Regions from separate parts of the Mus musculus genome. Here all the other regions are linked to region 2. Evidence: chromatin contacts called from public Hi-C, HiChIP or PLAC-seq, Micro-C and promoter capture Hi-C data. All regions are on one chromosome and are shown on one strand. The core of a region is the stretch at or near the end of the contact, and the rest is flanking DNA. Distances in the headings are between cores, read along the strand shown. Region 1 has its middle 30 kb from the start of Ankrd60. Region 2 holds the start of Npepl1 (aminopeptidase-like 1). Region 3 overlaps Vapb (vesicle-associated membrane protein, associated protein B and C). Region 4 has its middle 53 kb from the start of Vapb. Region 5 overlaps Rab22a (RAB22A, member RAS oncogene family).

The links. Promoter capture Hi-C pulls out the DNA fragments that hold promoters and counts their contacts. Hi-C and Micro-C count contacts between places; a contact is called where the count stands out from the background. HiChIP or PLAC-seq counts read pairs in DNA pulled down with a chosen protein or histone mark.
Region 1: an HNF4G HiChIP or PLAC-seq map of pancreatic cancer cells shows a contact between it and region 2. The contact joins the enhancer-like site here to the promoter of Npepl1 in region 2. A contact is called at or near these places in 11 of 39 promoter capture datasets (3T3-L1-derived adipocytes, the C10 cell line, HPC-7-derived erythroid cells and 7 more), 12 of 484 Hi-C or Micro-C datasets (CD8 T cells, bone marrow-derived macrophages, cranial neural crest and 9 more), 13 of 115 datasets of contacts at active chromatin or transcription factors (craniofacial prominence, differentiating embryonic stem cells, embryonic basal ganglia and 10 more) and 2 of 9 other capture datasets (embryonic stem cells and embryonic tail).
Region 3: a Micro-C map of granulosa cells shows a contact between it and region 2, with 1.8 times the contacts expected there. The contact joins the enhancer-like site here to the promoter of Npepl1 in region 2. A contact is called at or near these places in 6 of 39 promoter capture datasets (the 3T3-L1 cell line, hippocampal neurons, liver and 1 more), 6 of 484 Hi-C or Micro-C datasets (B cells, the G1E-ER4 cell line, bone marrow-derived macrophages and 2 more), 8 of 115 datasets of contacts at active chromatin or transcription factors (bone marrow-derived macrophages, craniofacial prominence, differentiating embryonic stem cells and 5 more) and 3 of 9 other capture datasets (embryonic stem cells, liver and pancreatic islet).
Region 4: a Hi-C map of uterus shows a contact between it and region 2, with 2.9 times the contacts expected there. The contact joins the enhancer-like site here to the promoter of Npepl1 in region 2. A contact is called at or near these places in 11 of 39 promoter capture datasets (the 3T3-L1 cell line, cranial neural crest, embryonic stem cells and 7 more), 11 of 484 Hi-C or Micro-C datasets (B cells, the G1E-ER4 cell line, the N1E-115 cell line and 6 more) and 5 of 115 datasets of contacts at active chromatin or transcription factors (bone marrow-derived macrophages, craniofacial prominence, embryonic hindbrain and 2 more).
Region 5: a promoter capture Hi-C map of the HPC-7 cell line shows a contact between it and region 2, with 3 times the contacts expected there. The contact joins the enhancer-like site here to the promoter of Npepl1 in region 2. A contact is called at or near these places in 8 of 39 promoter capture datasets (the 3T3-L1 cell line, the HPC-7 cell line, cranial neural crest and 4 more), 6 of 115 datasets of contacts at active chromatin or transcription factors (craniofacial prominence, embryonic hindbrain, large pre-B cells and 3 more) and 1 of 9 other capture datasets (adipose tissue).

Annotation. Positions count from the first base shown.
Region 1 is chr2:173,607,068-173,609,767 of GRCm38.p6, forward strand. It overlaps the pseudogene Ppp4r1l-ps. Among named protein-coding and RNA genes, the nearest start is that of Ankrd60, 30 kb to the left of the region's middle. Within about 2 kb of position 1,409, at least 40 of the 459 cell types and tissues checked have an H3K27ac peak or open chromatin away from gene starts, as enhancers often do. A contact at or near this core is called in neural stem cells and pancreatic cancer cells, where this site is marked.
Region 2 is chr2:174,108,997-174,111,696 of GRCm38.p6, forward strand. It overlaps Npepl1 (aminopeptidase-like 1), which reads left to right and starts at 1,355. Exons shown (of 12, transcript NM_213733.2): 1 at 1,355-1,576; 2 at 2,081-2,266; 3 at 2,618-2,700. The coding sequence starts at 1,427.
Region 3 is chr2:173,769,475-173,772,174 of GRCm38.p6, forward strand. Vapb (vesicle-associated membrane protein, associated protein B and C) reads left to right here. Exons shown (of 6, transcript NM_019806.5): 3 at 2,047-2,150. Among named protein-coding and RNA genes, the nearest start is that of Vapb, 33 kb to the left of the region's middle. Within about 2 kb of position 1,402, at least 80 of the 459 cell types and tissues checked have an H3K27ac peak or open chromatin away from gene starts, as enhancers often do. A contact at or near this core is called in bone marrow-derived macrophages, differentiating embryonic stem cells, embryonic stem cells and 2 more, where this site is marked.
Region 4 is chr2:173,789,050-173,791,749 of GRCm38.p6, forward strand. It overlaps the pseudogene Gm14371. Among named protein-coding and RNA genes, the nearest start is that of Vapb, 53 kb to the left of the region's middle. Within about 2 kb of position 1,377, at least 109 of the 459 cell types and tissues checked have an H3K27ac peak or open chromatin away from gene starts, as enhancers often do. A contact at or near this core is called in the N1E-115 cell line, muscle stem cells, nephron progenitors and 2 more, where this site is marked.
Region 5 is chr2:173,684,793-173,687,492 of GRCm38.p6, forward strand. The region is part of intron 2 of Rab22a (RAB22A, member RAS oncogene family); the gene reads left to right. Among named protein-coding and RNA genes, the nearest start is that of Mir6340, 15 kb to the right of the region's middle. Within about 2 kb of position 1,394, at least 23 of the 459 cell types and tissues checked have an H3K27ac peak or open chromatin away from gene starts, as enhancers often do. A contact at or near this core is called in the HPC-7 cell line and memory CD8 T cells, where this site is marked.

The DNA.
Region 1 (2,700 bases), core at 159-2,658, 500 kb before region 2:
TCAGGACCCCCCTAACTTCCAGGCTCCAGGAAAAGAACTGAACCAAAGCACAGCTGGGGCAAAGAGCACAATACCTCCTTCTCCTGTGGGGTCCATGGAAAGGTAAGCAAGCCCTCCAGACACAAGAGAGCAGAGCTAAGCGGTGCATAGTAGGGCTTCAGAGTCACAAGCCAGAAAGCAGTTTCTTCTGCAAATGCCCTCGCTGTGGGATCGGACTGTCTACTCCACGGGAGGCTTGCTTTATATTCCAAATGGCTGAGGGCTGGGACAGACATTGCTGATAAGAATGGAGTATTTGGAGACAAAATAAAGTGAATCCTGCAGCAATGCTTTCGGCTCTGGTGCCCTCGGCACTGCCAGTCTTTAGGGATAAGGTGTTTGAGTGCCAGCTGTGACCTTGGAAACCCGTTGGACAGAGTTCTAAATGAAAACGGAGATCTACTTGGCAAAGTTCACTGCTCAACTGCCAAACACCCCGACTAAATGCTATTATCCAGGTTCATTTTGCAAAGTAAATTAAATTTCTTTTAGAGAAACTTGAAATTTATAAAAGAACCCTGGAGAATTTGAATTTTAATAATCAATTATTCCTCAGACTGATTCATCTTATAAACATATGGAATATGCAAAAAATTAAATTAGTTTAAAAATCTAGACCTTTAACGCATAGTTGAAAAAACACTTTTATATAAATGAAGAATAATTGCCAAATGTTCTGACACTGCAATATAATTTTTTAGCTACATGGCGTATAATGCTTTTGCACTTTGGGGAAGGAGATAATTCCTTCCTCTCACGTCATTCCTCTCTGAACAAGAGACCAGCTCTCTGCTCACCCTGTGCTCATCACCCAGGCCTAGGATTTTAAAACCATTTATGCAAAATTATTTCCTAAAAGGCTGGACCAATCCTGCAGCTCTGAGCCATAATTCGAGGAAGGGGTCAAGCACACAAGCCTCATCTGTACAGGGCAGTGAAGGGGCAGCTGCCAAAGGAAATGAGATGGCTCATGATGGTCCCTGAACACAGAGAACAAGCAAGGCCGGGCTGGGGCACTGGGTAAGTACAGCAGAAGCCAGCACGCTCACCACCTACCAAGGAAGAAGGAGGAAGGAGGAAGCCCTGGCTGCCTATACAGTCCCTTAATAGTGGTATGCAGCCTGCTACCACTGGATGCTACATGGAAAACCAAGCTGGCAGGGCCCCTGAGCACACACCTCTGCCCCTCCAAGTGTGCTGCCACCCCACCCATCAGGGACTGCTTACTGCTCACACCCCTCCTGGTCTAACATGTTTATATAACACATTAGATATAGCAAAGGGTTTTTTTTTACTAAGTACTGTGTAACACATTACCTCATACACCATCGTGGGCCCCACGCCTCTAGACTGAGCTTTACTGTAAGACTGGGCATCCCGCCCAGCAGCAGTGTCAACAGTGTAAGTGGCTGGTGACTGGCACTCACTTGGCTGAGACTCCTCCAGCCCTGGTACTCCAAGAATGAGCATGTCTAAAGACAGGATCAAGGTTACCCATGAAACTTTCCTGAATAAACTCTGACCATCTAACTCAGAGAATGGTGCATGCCTGAAGTTCAACTCCTGTGAGAATTCAAGTCCTGAATTAGCCACCAGCTGTGCAAGCCACTCCCAAGGAAGACTTACGCTCATGGCCTCCTTCCTGCATTCATCATCACGGCTGGGAGCAGACCGCTCCAGCAGAGCAGGACATACTTAGCCTTCAATGTCACACTGGGAAATGAGACCTTGCTCCAGAAGGGCCAGTAGCGCTTCCTGGCTGGGTTTTCTGACCTGGAGGGAAAATGGTGGAAGGTGAAACAGGAGATGGGGTAGATGCCTTCTCAGGATGGAGGCAGGCCTCCCACCGCACTCTCCATATTCCTCTGGGTCTGCCCTTTAACCACCCCCCCCTCTTGCCTGAGGGAGCCCCAGCCTCTTGGTGCAACCATTCCTCCCGTATGTACATTTTTGTGTATTTTTCATAATTGTCATGTGACTTGCAGAGGGTGACAATGGAGGGTTGTACCATGTCTGAGGTGCCCGCTGTCCTCAGCGCACCATCAGCACAGGCAGCGGGTGACAGGACATTTATTCTCTTGGGGCTTGGTGAATGGACACACGTCTGGCCCACTGGGCCAGGTGTCAGAGTGAGAGACAGCTTCTGCTGCTGTACAAGCCTGGGCCTCACCACAGCGGCGCGTACTGCAGACACGCGATGCTTCGCACCCAAGGCCACTATGGATCAGCATCAGGTGCAAAGGCACCAGTGGCAGCTAGAGACGAAAGCACCTAAAATTCCCATTTTTATAGAGAACAGTTCACTGTCAGGAGAGGAAGGCAAGAAAATTGTAACGGGTCCCAGAAGTGAACAGACCTTGTCACGGATGGTCACTCCATAGCAGGGCACAAGAGGGCAAGGCCCAAGGCTGTGGCCACAAAGGCTACTCGACACTAGGACTGCCTGGTCTGCCAACAGCCAAGCCAGAGGAGACAGGAAAGCCATCGGGAAGGGTAGCAAGCAGGGCCAGTCTGCAGGACTCTGACCTCTCCTGTCCCCTTGTATTCTGCACCCCCAGCCTGCCCCAGTGGCAGCCCCTGGAGGTCGCTGCTTCTCAACTATGTTCTCCCTGGGGCCATGTGGCAGATCCGGGAACACAGAAGACAGAACACACAGCAAAC
Region 2 (2,700 bases), core at 105-2,604:
CCCTCCTGAGTGCCTTGTGCCTCACACTGTATTTGCAAACACCAGAGAATCGGGATAGAACACTTAGTACCCTTTACAAAATGTGTGAAAACATGCAGTTGCTGTAAAAACTCTTTTTCGAGAAAATAAGATCCAATTAGTGTTGACTTCTGCGTCAGGAAAGCCAGAGTTTCAAAGGAATCCCCTCTGCTCATTCAGCTACTGCCGTCTTCAGGGCTGGCCTGCTCTGGGCTGTTTGATGGAACCTCCAAAGCTGAAGAAATCCATACCATAGATGGCTTGTAGGTGGGGACATAAGGTGGGTGGTGCCTGCAGGGTCAGTGGAATGGAGAGCTATGTGATGAAACTGGCTTTGGTAGGGTTTTTTTTTTTTTTTTAATGTTTTATTTAATTCATTCTCTCTCTCTCTCTCTCTCTCTCTCTCTCTCTCTCTCTCTCTCTCTCTCTCTGTGTGTGTGTGTGTGTGTGTGTGTTTAAGTCGGTGTGAGTGGGTACCTCTTAGTCAACCTCTTAGTCAATGGACACATTTTGGATACTGGTTTGCACCTTCCAGATACGGGACTAGAACTCTGGTCCTCAGGCGCTGCAATAAGTGTCTTTTCTCGCTCAGCCATCTTGTTTTGCTAGTTTTAAAGGCTGATAACAGAGAAGAAATGTAGATTAAAAGTGACATATAAGACTGGAGGTCACAGCCGGGCGTGGTGGCGCACCCCTTTAATCCCACTTGGGAGGCAGAGGCAGGAGAATTTCTAAGTTTGAGGCCAGCCTGGTCTACAGAGTGAGTTCCAGGACAGCCAGGGCTACACAGAGAAACCCTGTCTTGAAAAAAAAAAAAGGAAGAAGACTGGAGGTCACTGAGCTCTAGCCCCAGGCCTGGAGTTGTCAAAACCTGGGCAGTGTAGGGTAGCAGCTGACTCCTTTCAAATGACTTCCTATAAGCTCCCAACACTGCTGTCTTTTCCTCTCCAACACAGGTGACAAAGTGCAGAGGCAGCTTGCGCCCACTGCTGAATGGTGACCTTTCTGGCGAGCGTTAGGCCGAGGAGGCGGCCTACGCGGAATAAAGGGGGGATCCGAGTGCCTAATTGTCAGGCCACTGCAGTAGCCACGGCTGTCCCTGGCAAGTGAGGCTTCCTCGAGTCCAGGAACCTACTGCCAGCCGGGCCAGGGCAGTAGCCAGAGCTGGAGCGCTTCCAGGGGCTCGCGCGCCACTTGCCCCCCAACGGAGGCCCGGAAGGCGCAGTACGGCCCGCGCCCCGCCTCCGCCGGCGCCCCCTCGCGCCCCGGGTGGGCCCTGCAGGGCGGCGCGGCCCGGAGGCGGCGGGGAAGGCGGGGCGCCGAGGCCGGGCGGGCCGGGGCGGCGCCGAGCCGGGCCGGAGCAGGGCGCAGGGTGCTGGGCGGCCCGGCCGGGGTCGTGGGGGGGAAGATGGCGAGCGTGGGGCTGCAGTTCCAGGCCAGCGCCGGGGACGCGGACCCCCAGAGCCGGCCCCTGCTGCTGTTGGGCCAGCTGCAACACCTGCACCGCGTGCCCTGGAGCCACGTCCGCGGGAAGCTGCAGCCCCGGGTCACCGAGGAGGTGAGCGGGCCGCGGCCGCCATGCGCCTGCCAAGCCCAGGCCCTGGGCCACGGGCCCCGCCTCGCCCGCGCGCCCCGCCGGGCCCAGGGCGCAGGCCCGCGACAGGCCTAGCCGTCTGTCCCCAAGGCCCTGGCTGCAGCGAGGCCCGGCCTGTGTCGCCGGCCTGCCCGGGCCGAGCCACCTGCTTCCGCGCCTCTGGGCCGGGCCCTGCAGAAGGCCCAGTGGCGGCTTTCCGCGTGGCCTCTGGCCTCGAGACCCGCTTCCATGGCCACTAGCCAGGGCCCAGGAGCCGGGCCTCCAAGTGTTTGAAGCAGAGGGTCCCCAGACAGGCCTTGCCAGCGCGAGGCGCAGTCCCACGAGGGTGGTAGGGTACCAGAGAGCCACACATGCCTGGTGGCAGCGGCTAGGGTGCCTTAGACAAGCAGGCGTGGCCCGCAGGGCGCATCTAGCCACACAGCACACGTGTTGAAGCCCGGTCCGTCTCATATCTCCTTTCTAATCCAGCTCTGGCAGGCAGCTCTGGCCACGCTCAACCCCAACCCCACAGACAGCTGTCCTCTCTACCTGAACTGCGCCACAGTGGCAGCTCTGCCTTCTAGGGTGAGCCGGCATAACAGCCCGTCCGCAGCCCACTTCATCACCAGGCTCGTGAGAACCTGCCTGCCTCCTGGAACCCACCGGTGTATCCTGGTGAGTGCTGGGCCGGTGAGTGTACCCCAGCCCGTGGCCCACCTCAAGCACAGCAGGCTGGCCCGTGTGATCTCCCATTCTAACCCTTCAACCACCGAGTGATTTACACCGGATCGGTTTGCGTGACAAATCAGAGATGCCAGCCTAGATTTATTGAGGCCTGGGCTTATGTCTGTGCCCTGCTCATCTGTCTGGGAAAGAGTGGACAACATCTGGTGGCAGACATTTTTCTCACGCAGCCTCAGGTTACTGGGGGGGCACAGCCGTCTGGGTTTGTAGAGCTGCTATTGGGAGAGTCCTGGTGGTGTCCCTTTGTGGCTTCAGCCCCACCTTGCTTCTCTCTCACTACAGATGGTCTGCGAACAGACTGAGGTTTTTGCCTCTGCCTGTGCCTTGGCACGGGCCTTCCCACTCTTCACACACCGCTCAGGGGC
Region 3 (2,700 bases), core at 152-2,651, 340 kb before region 2:
CTTTGCGTGTGCTTTGTAGACCAAGCTGGCCTCAAATTGAGAGCCACCTGCCTCCGCCTCTGCCTCCAGAGTGCGGGATTAAAGGTGTGGGCTACCAACTACAGGCAAATCGGACCCATAGTGTGGGAATGAATGTAAGCCTGGACTCAGCCAGGCAGGAACCCCTCCTAGCCTTTTATCTCCTCCTATCTAGGAAGGAGAAACTTCTCATGGGACAGACTGCAGAAGGCAGGCCTGATATCCTTTGATACACAGTAGCAGGAGCTGTGGGGCAGACCTTTGGGTTTGTGTGTGTGTGTGTGTGTGTGTGTGTGTGTGCGTGCGTGCGTGTGCCTGTGTGTGTGTGTGTGTGTGTGTGCGTGTGTGCGTGCCTGTGTGTGTGTGCGTGCGTGCGTGTGCCTGTGTGTGTGTGTGTGTGCGTGTGTGCGTGCCTGTGTGTGTGTGCGTGTGTGCGTGCCTGTGTGTGTGTGTGTGTGTGTGTGTGCGCGCGTGCCTGTGTGTGTGTGTGTGTGTGTGTGTGCGTGCCTGTGTGTGTGTGCATGCGTGCCTGTGTGTGTGTGTGTGTGTGTGTGTGCGCGCGCGTGCCTGTGTGTGTGTGTGTGTGTGTGCGTGCCTCTGTGTGTGTGTGCGTGCCTATGTGTGTGTGTGCGTGTGTGTGTGTGTGTGTGTGTGCGCACGCGTACGTGTGTGCGTGCCTGTGTGTGTGTGTGTGCGCGCGCGTGCGCGTGTGTGCGTGCCTGTGTGTGTGTGTGTGTGTGTGTGCGCGCGTGCCTGTGTGTGTGTGTGTGTGTGTGCGTGTGTGCGTGCCTGTGTGTGTGCGTGCGTGTGTGCGTGCCTGTGTGTGTGTGTGTGCGTGTGTGCGTGCCTGTGTGTGTGTGTGTGCGTGTGTGCGTGCCTGTGTGTGTGTGTGCGTGTGTGCGTGCCTGTGTGTGTGCGTGCGTGTGTGCGTGCCTGTGTGTGTGTGTGTGCGTGTGTGCGTGCCTGTGTGTGCGTGTGTGCGTGCCTGTGTGTGTGTGTGCGTGTGTGCGTGCCTGTGTGTGTGCGCGCGTGTGCATGCATTTGTGGACTAAGGAAACTGGGTTCTATTTCAGGTTTTTCTGTTTTTTATTTTGCTGTTGTTGTTGTTTTAATCAGAAAAATAGACAGCAGAATAATGCCCTCCTCCCACAGCAGCGCCTGCTTCTTCGGATGGAGTGGGGTAATGGCAGTCTGAAGAGCAGGAGCCTAGGTTCTGGTTGGAGATGCAAGGCCCACACTGACTCTGAGGTGCCCCCTGATTGTGAACTTAGGTTTCAGGGAAGGCCACTAGGGGCAAAGCTTATTAAAGCTGTGCAGCAGAGAGAGTATAGCAGCCCTCCTATAACTGGGCCTGGCTGAGTCATGGGGAAACAGGTCCGAGGAAGTGAATCAGAATACAAGACTCCCTCAGTACAGCGGGGTGCCTTGGGTGAGCTCCCTCTGGGTTCTGGGTGGGGGTAGGGCAGGAGTTGGAATTGCTTTTCCTGCTGTGGCAAATCCAGCTTTTATGCCGTCTCCAGAATTCTATTGGCAAAATCATATTTCAAGCCTTACCTTGATGAGCTGCGTGGGAAATGGGGTGGAGAGAAGTGAAAACCATCCTGAAATGATTTGAGTTATTCTGTTTTCTTTCTCGAAAAGATCATTTGGCAATGTTTCCTTGAGAAAAATAGGACTTTGGTGTTTCTCCCATTTTATGTCTTCAGCGAGAGCTGTGAGATAGGTGAGGGTGGCTCTGTGTGAGCGCACAATCTTTGTATCAGAAATCAGGCACCCAAGTTCCAGACCCACCTACAGCTCAGCTGGCACCTGCTGTGAGGCTGGGACAGGCCCCAGTTTTTCTGGCCTTAACTGCTGACCTGAAAGATGGGGGTTGGGGAAGTTGTACATCTCTGCTGGCCACGGCCTTCCTCAGGGTCCAGATGGGAGAGCTGGGGAGCTGTTTTCCTCCACAGTGTAAGACCTAGCGTGACAAACGACTCCGATAACCACATTGTGACCCTCCTAATGAAATATTTTCTTTCTCAGTGATGTTACAGCCTTTCGATTATGATCCCAATGAGAAAAGTAAACACAAGTTTATGGTTCAGTCTATGTTTGCTCCGCCTGACACTTCTGATATGGAGGCAGTAGTAAGTACGAACACTTCTTCTTCTCTCCAGCCCGCTAGGGCAGCCATGGCGGGTGCTGTTAGGGAGGTGTACACTCAGGCCCCTGTACCACTTTCCCAACTTTGATGAATAGCTTTAACATTTTACATGGCTGTTCTTTTCTGACTCGATGAACTGAACTTGCTTCAATTCTCTGCTCTTGTGGACCTTCTCCTCCCTCTCCTGCACCACAGCGGCGTGCTCTATCCTGAGTGGATGCTTCTGGCCTGTCTCCAGCCCTCATGCCCGGAAGGGTTTGCCTAACATTAAATGCCCCTCCCCTCCCCCCCAGTGATACTGCCCGCTGTTGCTTTCCTCTGCGGAGCGGAAGTAGCTCTGGTCAGCTTTGTTCTTCCCTCTTTACTGAGGACGGAGCTTGGGTCTTGTTCACACTAAGCATCTGCTCTGTCTCTGAACAGGCCCTGCTTCTTTGTTCTTTAATTGCCTTCATTTTTATCCCTCCTTCCTCATGTAAGTACATGTTTAACAGTGTCCCTAATTTTGGTAAAATTAAGATGCCTTCGTTTTTTAT
Region 4 (2,700 bases), core at 127-2,626, 320 kb before region 2:
CTAGCTGGACACAACTCCTTAATTTACACACTTAGAAGCACTGCAAAGATGCCCTGTGCCCAGCCCTTCTGCTCTTCTGTTGTTGTAAGCTGGCCAGGCAGCCAGTTCTCTAAGCCCAGACCTGTGACACATGAGCTTGCTTCTGAGCCTTATCCTGACCACCTACGAATTCAGCTCTCCAAGGCCTACTGTCAGGGAGGAGCTACTACCTATCCATCCCAGCCTCAGTCTCACTCCCATCTTGCTGGCCACATTCTCTTCTCCCTTTCTACTTAGCCTAGAACTTCTGAAGGAAGTGGAGGGAGAGGAACAGAGCCCTGACCCTCTTCAGCTCAGAGTCTGAAAGCCGGACTCCCTCCTGAGGTGTCTTGCATTTCTTTTAACAAACAAGACCTCCTTTGCTTGTTACTTCTCCCCTTAGTCTAAGAGATTTAAAAGGTACCCCAGGACTAAGATATCAATTATTAAATGCCCCCTAGGAAGGGCAACACACTGGGAGGAGGCCCCCCTCAACAAGTCTGCACAGTGTTGTTGGTTTTCTAATTGGGGGCTGGATGGCCTAGAGCCCTCTGCCAGTCACCTGCTGTGGGGCAGGCCTTCAGGGCCAGGGCAGGAGGCTTGACCGACCTATGGCTCTTTCAAGGGGTTCAGGACCTCTCGGTCCCTTGGGGTGCCTGGGACAGTGTCAGGTCCCGTGGCCTCCTGATCTGAGACAGGAGTTACCCTCGATGCTCTAAAACCAACTACCCCAAGAGAGCCAAGTGTCCTCCAGGTCTTATGTCTGCGTTTGGCTCCGTCCATTCTTTCTGAAAAAGCAGTATGGAGAGTGCTTAAAGCCAGTGTGTGCCTTGTAGATACTTAATAGCCCATCCTGAGCCTCCAGACAGGATGCGGGCGGCATTTACCCATTCAGCCAGTGTTTGGTAAGCTCCCGCCTGCAGGGCCAGGTGACACTGCAAGCGGGAGGCCCAGCAGGGGCCCTGACAGGAGGTCTGCTGTTCTGGAGATCCAAGTGAATAAACAGGATGTTGTTGATAAATGTGTGATGGAGATGTAGGGGGCGACAACCCAGCTGAGCAGGGGCTGAAGGAGCCGGAAGGAGTGGGCTGAGCTCTGTGAGAAAACAGAGATGACCACAGAATGGCTGGCATGGAGGAGGGGGCTGCCTGGACTATAGGAGAGTCCTCCAGTGTGGACGGATGATTTCTGCCCTTTGTGGAAGTGGGTCTTCCATCTCTTCAGGTGACTAGCTCTGAGCAGACGGGAGGTGGACGGCTGCCACCCGAAGCCCACCTCTGTAAGTGGGAACAACCCCTGCCCCCAGCCCTCATCAGTGACTAATGGCCCTGCACCAGCCCCTGCCAGGGCCCTAATGCAATTCCACCTGCGTCAGAGGCTCCAGCCAGAGCCTGAGTCACCCTGGCTCCCAGGAGAGGACACACGGAGAGGCCGAGCGAGCGTCAGCAGCACACACACACACACACACACACACACACACACACACACACACACACACACACACACACACTGCTTCTTTGCTCGGTGGTACCGCTGGGAGATTAAACACATTCGCTTAGAGAAAAGCAAAGAAACAACGGCCTCTGCTAGGCAGAGTCTGGTAGCTAACGGGCCTCCGAGAGCTGTGTACAATCTAAACTTTTTATTAAAAAGAAAAAAAGCTCTTTTGCTCTCCTGGGACTTGCACTGTGAAATTATCAACCGCACGGGCTTTGCCTCCCTGTCAACGTGACTGCACACACAGTGGAGAACATTAATTTTGTTTTGTTTTTTCACAGCCGAGACTAGGCTCTTCCCTTCTGCCAAGGAGAATGCTTCTGGGTCTCTCTCTCTGCCAGGGTGGCAAGGCCTGGGGGTTTCGAGGCCCTGGCCTCTGCCCACCACTTCTCTCCTCACTAAAAGAGGCTTTCTTCTGTCAGCTCTCTCCATAGTGGGCATAGCGAACGAAGCCCAGCCCGGAAGCACCCTCTGATTTAGCGTATGTAACCAGGTAGCACAGGACCTGCTGAGCCATTCCAAATGACCTTCCCTGTTACAGCAAGAAGCCCCCACATTCCTCCTAGAACGCCCTGACCTCTGTCCCCAGCCGGGATCTAGCTGACCCAAGCCTCTGCTTACTGTGAAGCCCTGTGCCAAGCCCCTCTCTGTGCCCACATGTCTCCATATGGAAGCTACAGAGAAACTGCTTCAGTCTTTCCCACCAGGGAGGCCACAAGTGGCCTTTGGCTTTCACCAGTCCCTGTATCCTCAAGAGTCACCTATGTTCTCAGGCCCTTTCCACCCGGCCCCAGGCATTTCTGAGCCCACCGGGAAGATGCTGAGATGGGGTTACATTGTCTAGAAGATAGACATGAATGAATTAAAAGCCCTTCTAACACTGATCAACATGTGGCCATGGTGGGTGGAAGAGAGGGGGGGGGGTGATGTTTTGGGGGGAGGCACTAATGCTAGTCTTCTTGAGGAGATAGTATTCAGTCTGAGACTTGAATGAAAGTGCCGAGGGAGGACATGTGGCAGAGATCCCCAGCCAGCCCCCTTCTGCAATCAAGAAACAGAGAGGCAGACACATCTGGGGTGTAGGGAGCCTTGGCTGGACGCTGCTGCAGACAGCCAGAGCTTCGGTGCTCCGTATAGGAGGCACAATGGAGGGATGAGGGAGGGGGTATTGGGAGTACGCAGCAG
Region 5 (2,700 bases), core at 144-2,643, 420 kb before region 2:
CTCACTTTGTAGACCAGGCTGGCCTCGAACTCAGAAATCTGCCTGCCTCTGCCTCCCAAGTGCTGGGATTAAAGGCGTGTGCCACCACGCCCGCCCGGCGAGAAAAGAAGGTTTTAAAACACTTTATTGCAAGTATTTTCATTGGGAACAGGTGCTCTGACCAAAGATGATGACTACTTGATGTGTGTGGAAGTCATATTTTTAGAATGTCATGAAAAAATGGAGAAGCATATGAAAGGTGTTGTAGCTTTAAGAAATAATGTTGTAGGGCCTTTAGATTACAGAGGTAATAAGATCTTCCGAGGAGACTGAAAAGAGACAGTTTAGTAGTGAAAAATAAGCTTCTCAAACGAGTAAATGGCAGGCTGGGAAATAGAAATGTATCCTTTGAATGGCAGGGAGCCAGCGCCTGTTCTTCAAAATGCAAGACACTGCAGTTATCCTACCCTCTGCATCATTTAACTTCAGCATTAGAAGAGTGGCCCTAGAGTGGAGTCAGTGATGTCTGGAAATTGGAGTAAAGTCACCCAAAGATTAGCGCTTGATTTAAGGATTTATTGCAGGGCCTGAGGTTTGAGTGTACACCAAATATGAAACGAAGACCCAGACAACTCTTATCACAAAATTTGATGCAAGTTAATAAAAGACAGGTCACAGGGTGTGAAAGGCAGGCTTTGAGCCTGTGACTGACAGCCTGAAAGTTAGGACCAGTGTGGTAAAGTATCCCCATTGTCAGTTAGATAAGTTATGGCGAGTCTTATCCTCAACACACTGCACTGTGTCTTTGGCAAGAAATTGTTGTTTGAGTCCAGTAGGCAGGCTCCGTCCTGGTAACTAACCCAGAACCCAGCAGGGGCCATCGAGAAGCAGCAGGCCGCATCAATCCCAAGTCTGATACTAGTCTAGATGTTACTACTATAGAGAGACACCCAATCTATATGTCACAGTGATCTATATATCTATATACAAATCTATATATAAAAACTTTCAAATATAAATATATAAATAATCTCTCTATATAAAGTGATTTGAGATAAGTCAGGATTTCACTCTCTTACAATCAGCAGGGATGCTTGGTACTATAAAGAGACATCTTAAGGGCTCAGAGGAGGAGAGGTGAGAGAGTGGCAGCCTGGGACTTGGAGGGCCAACACATGAATGAGCACCAAATCACCCAATTAAGGTCCTATGACATCTGCAGTGAAGTGCAAAGGCCCTCAATGGGAGGAGCACAGTGAGTGTCTGCAGCTATCCCAGATTTTGCTTGAAGCCTGTGGCTAGCACAAGGGTTGAGGCTGCTAACTAAGCAGAGGCAAGTAGAACCCTCAGCAGGCAGCGCTGCCCTCCTGCACCACTTCCTTCCACATTGTGGCCAAGCTAGAGCAGAGCCTTCCCTGACCTGCGCTCTTTCCCTAGTGCTTGAGTGGCACTTTGTTCTGTATGCTGGGGCGATGGCAGTTCCAGGTACCCTGTGGGCAGCCACAGTAAATGTTGACTAAGTTCCAGGACAGCAAAAAGACAGCTGCAGACAGTGCCCTGCTACAGAGGAAGAACCTGGGAAGAGGTGCAGTGGGGGCTGTGTGGGACGCTGGGGCTCATTCTTCTTGAATGTTGAAGACCTCAGTGCTGACTCAAGGAGGTCTGTTTGCGTTAAAGGAACTGGTGGAAGGCAGGGAGGACTTGCAGGAGTGCAGAGGGTGAGGAAGCAGCTCTTGATCCCTGCATCTTCCTTAGCTTTCAGTCTAGCAGGAATGCGGCCTGGCCTGGCCTGGCCGTCCAGCAGTCACCATACGTGTCTCCCACATGCTGGCTCTTGGTTCCTGCTGTCACATAACACCACAGTGTCGCTGCTTAGAGCTGGGTGGCAAGCTTCTGGGACTTGTTGCAACTGAACGATTTCTGAATATTAGCACCATGTAGACAGACGTGCCTTCTCTCCTCACCCTCTCCAAAGCCATGTGGTCTTTCTAAAGTCAGGAGCCCTGTTGCTGTTTAGTTGTGGATTTATTCAGAGTAACTCACCAAAAGTTCCTAATACTTGAGCTTTATGGAGAACCTCTACCACAAAACTTTGACTGGGCTCCATGGGGCAGACAGCGCCTACCCGTAGTGTATAGCCAGGATTTGCTTCTCCACTTACTCGCCACCCTTAGCTGGGGTTTGGGAGGCTGCCTGCTGGGTCATGAATTCTGATACTCGAGGAGCTCAGTAGTCTTCCAGCGGTCCTTCTAATGTGCTCTCCTGGAGATTGCCTGTAATTAAGGCTCAGGATTAATGCGGGAGAACAGCTAGCCATTGAATTATTGTCTAGGTCACATGATTAGGGTATAGTTCAAGAGTACAACTCAAGCTTGGCGTGCTGACTCAGAGGCTGAAGCAGGATCATGAATTCAAGACTAGCCTGGGCTACAAAGGGAAACCCATCTTTAAGAAACACACACACACACACACACACCTTGGCTGTTTACCCTAGAAGGCCATTTATTTCTAGGTTCTTTGAACCAGAGTCTGAAAACAAAGAACTCCACAGAGGATAGCTCCAGGCCTCCATCTCAAGATTGAGAGTGTCAGGCTTGTTCTGTGGCCTTGGGGTTCCTTAAGTAGTTTTACTCAAGGTCCTGAAAAATGTATAGGGCCCGCCCCTAATAACAGACAGCAAGTGTGACTGTGACTGTGAGCGTGGCTGGGAAGTGTCCTGTG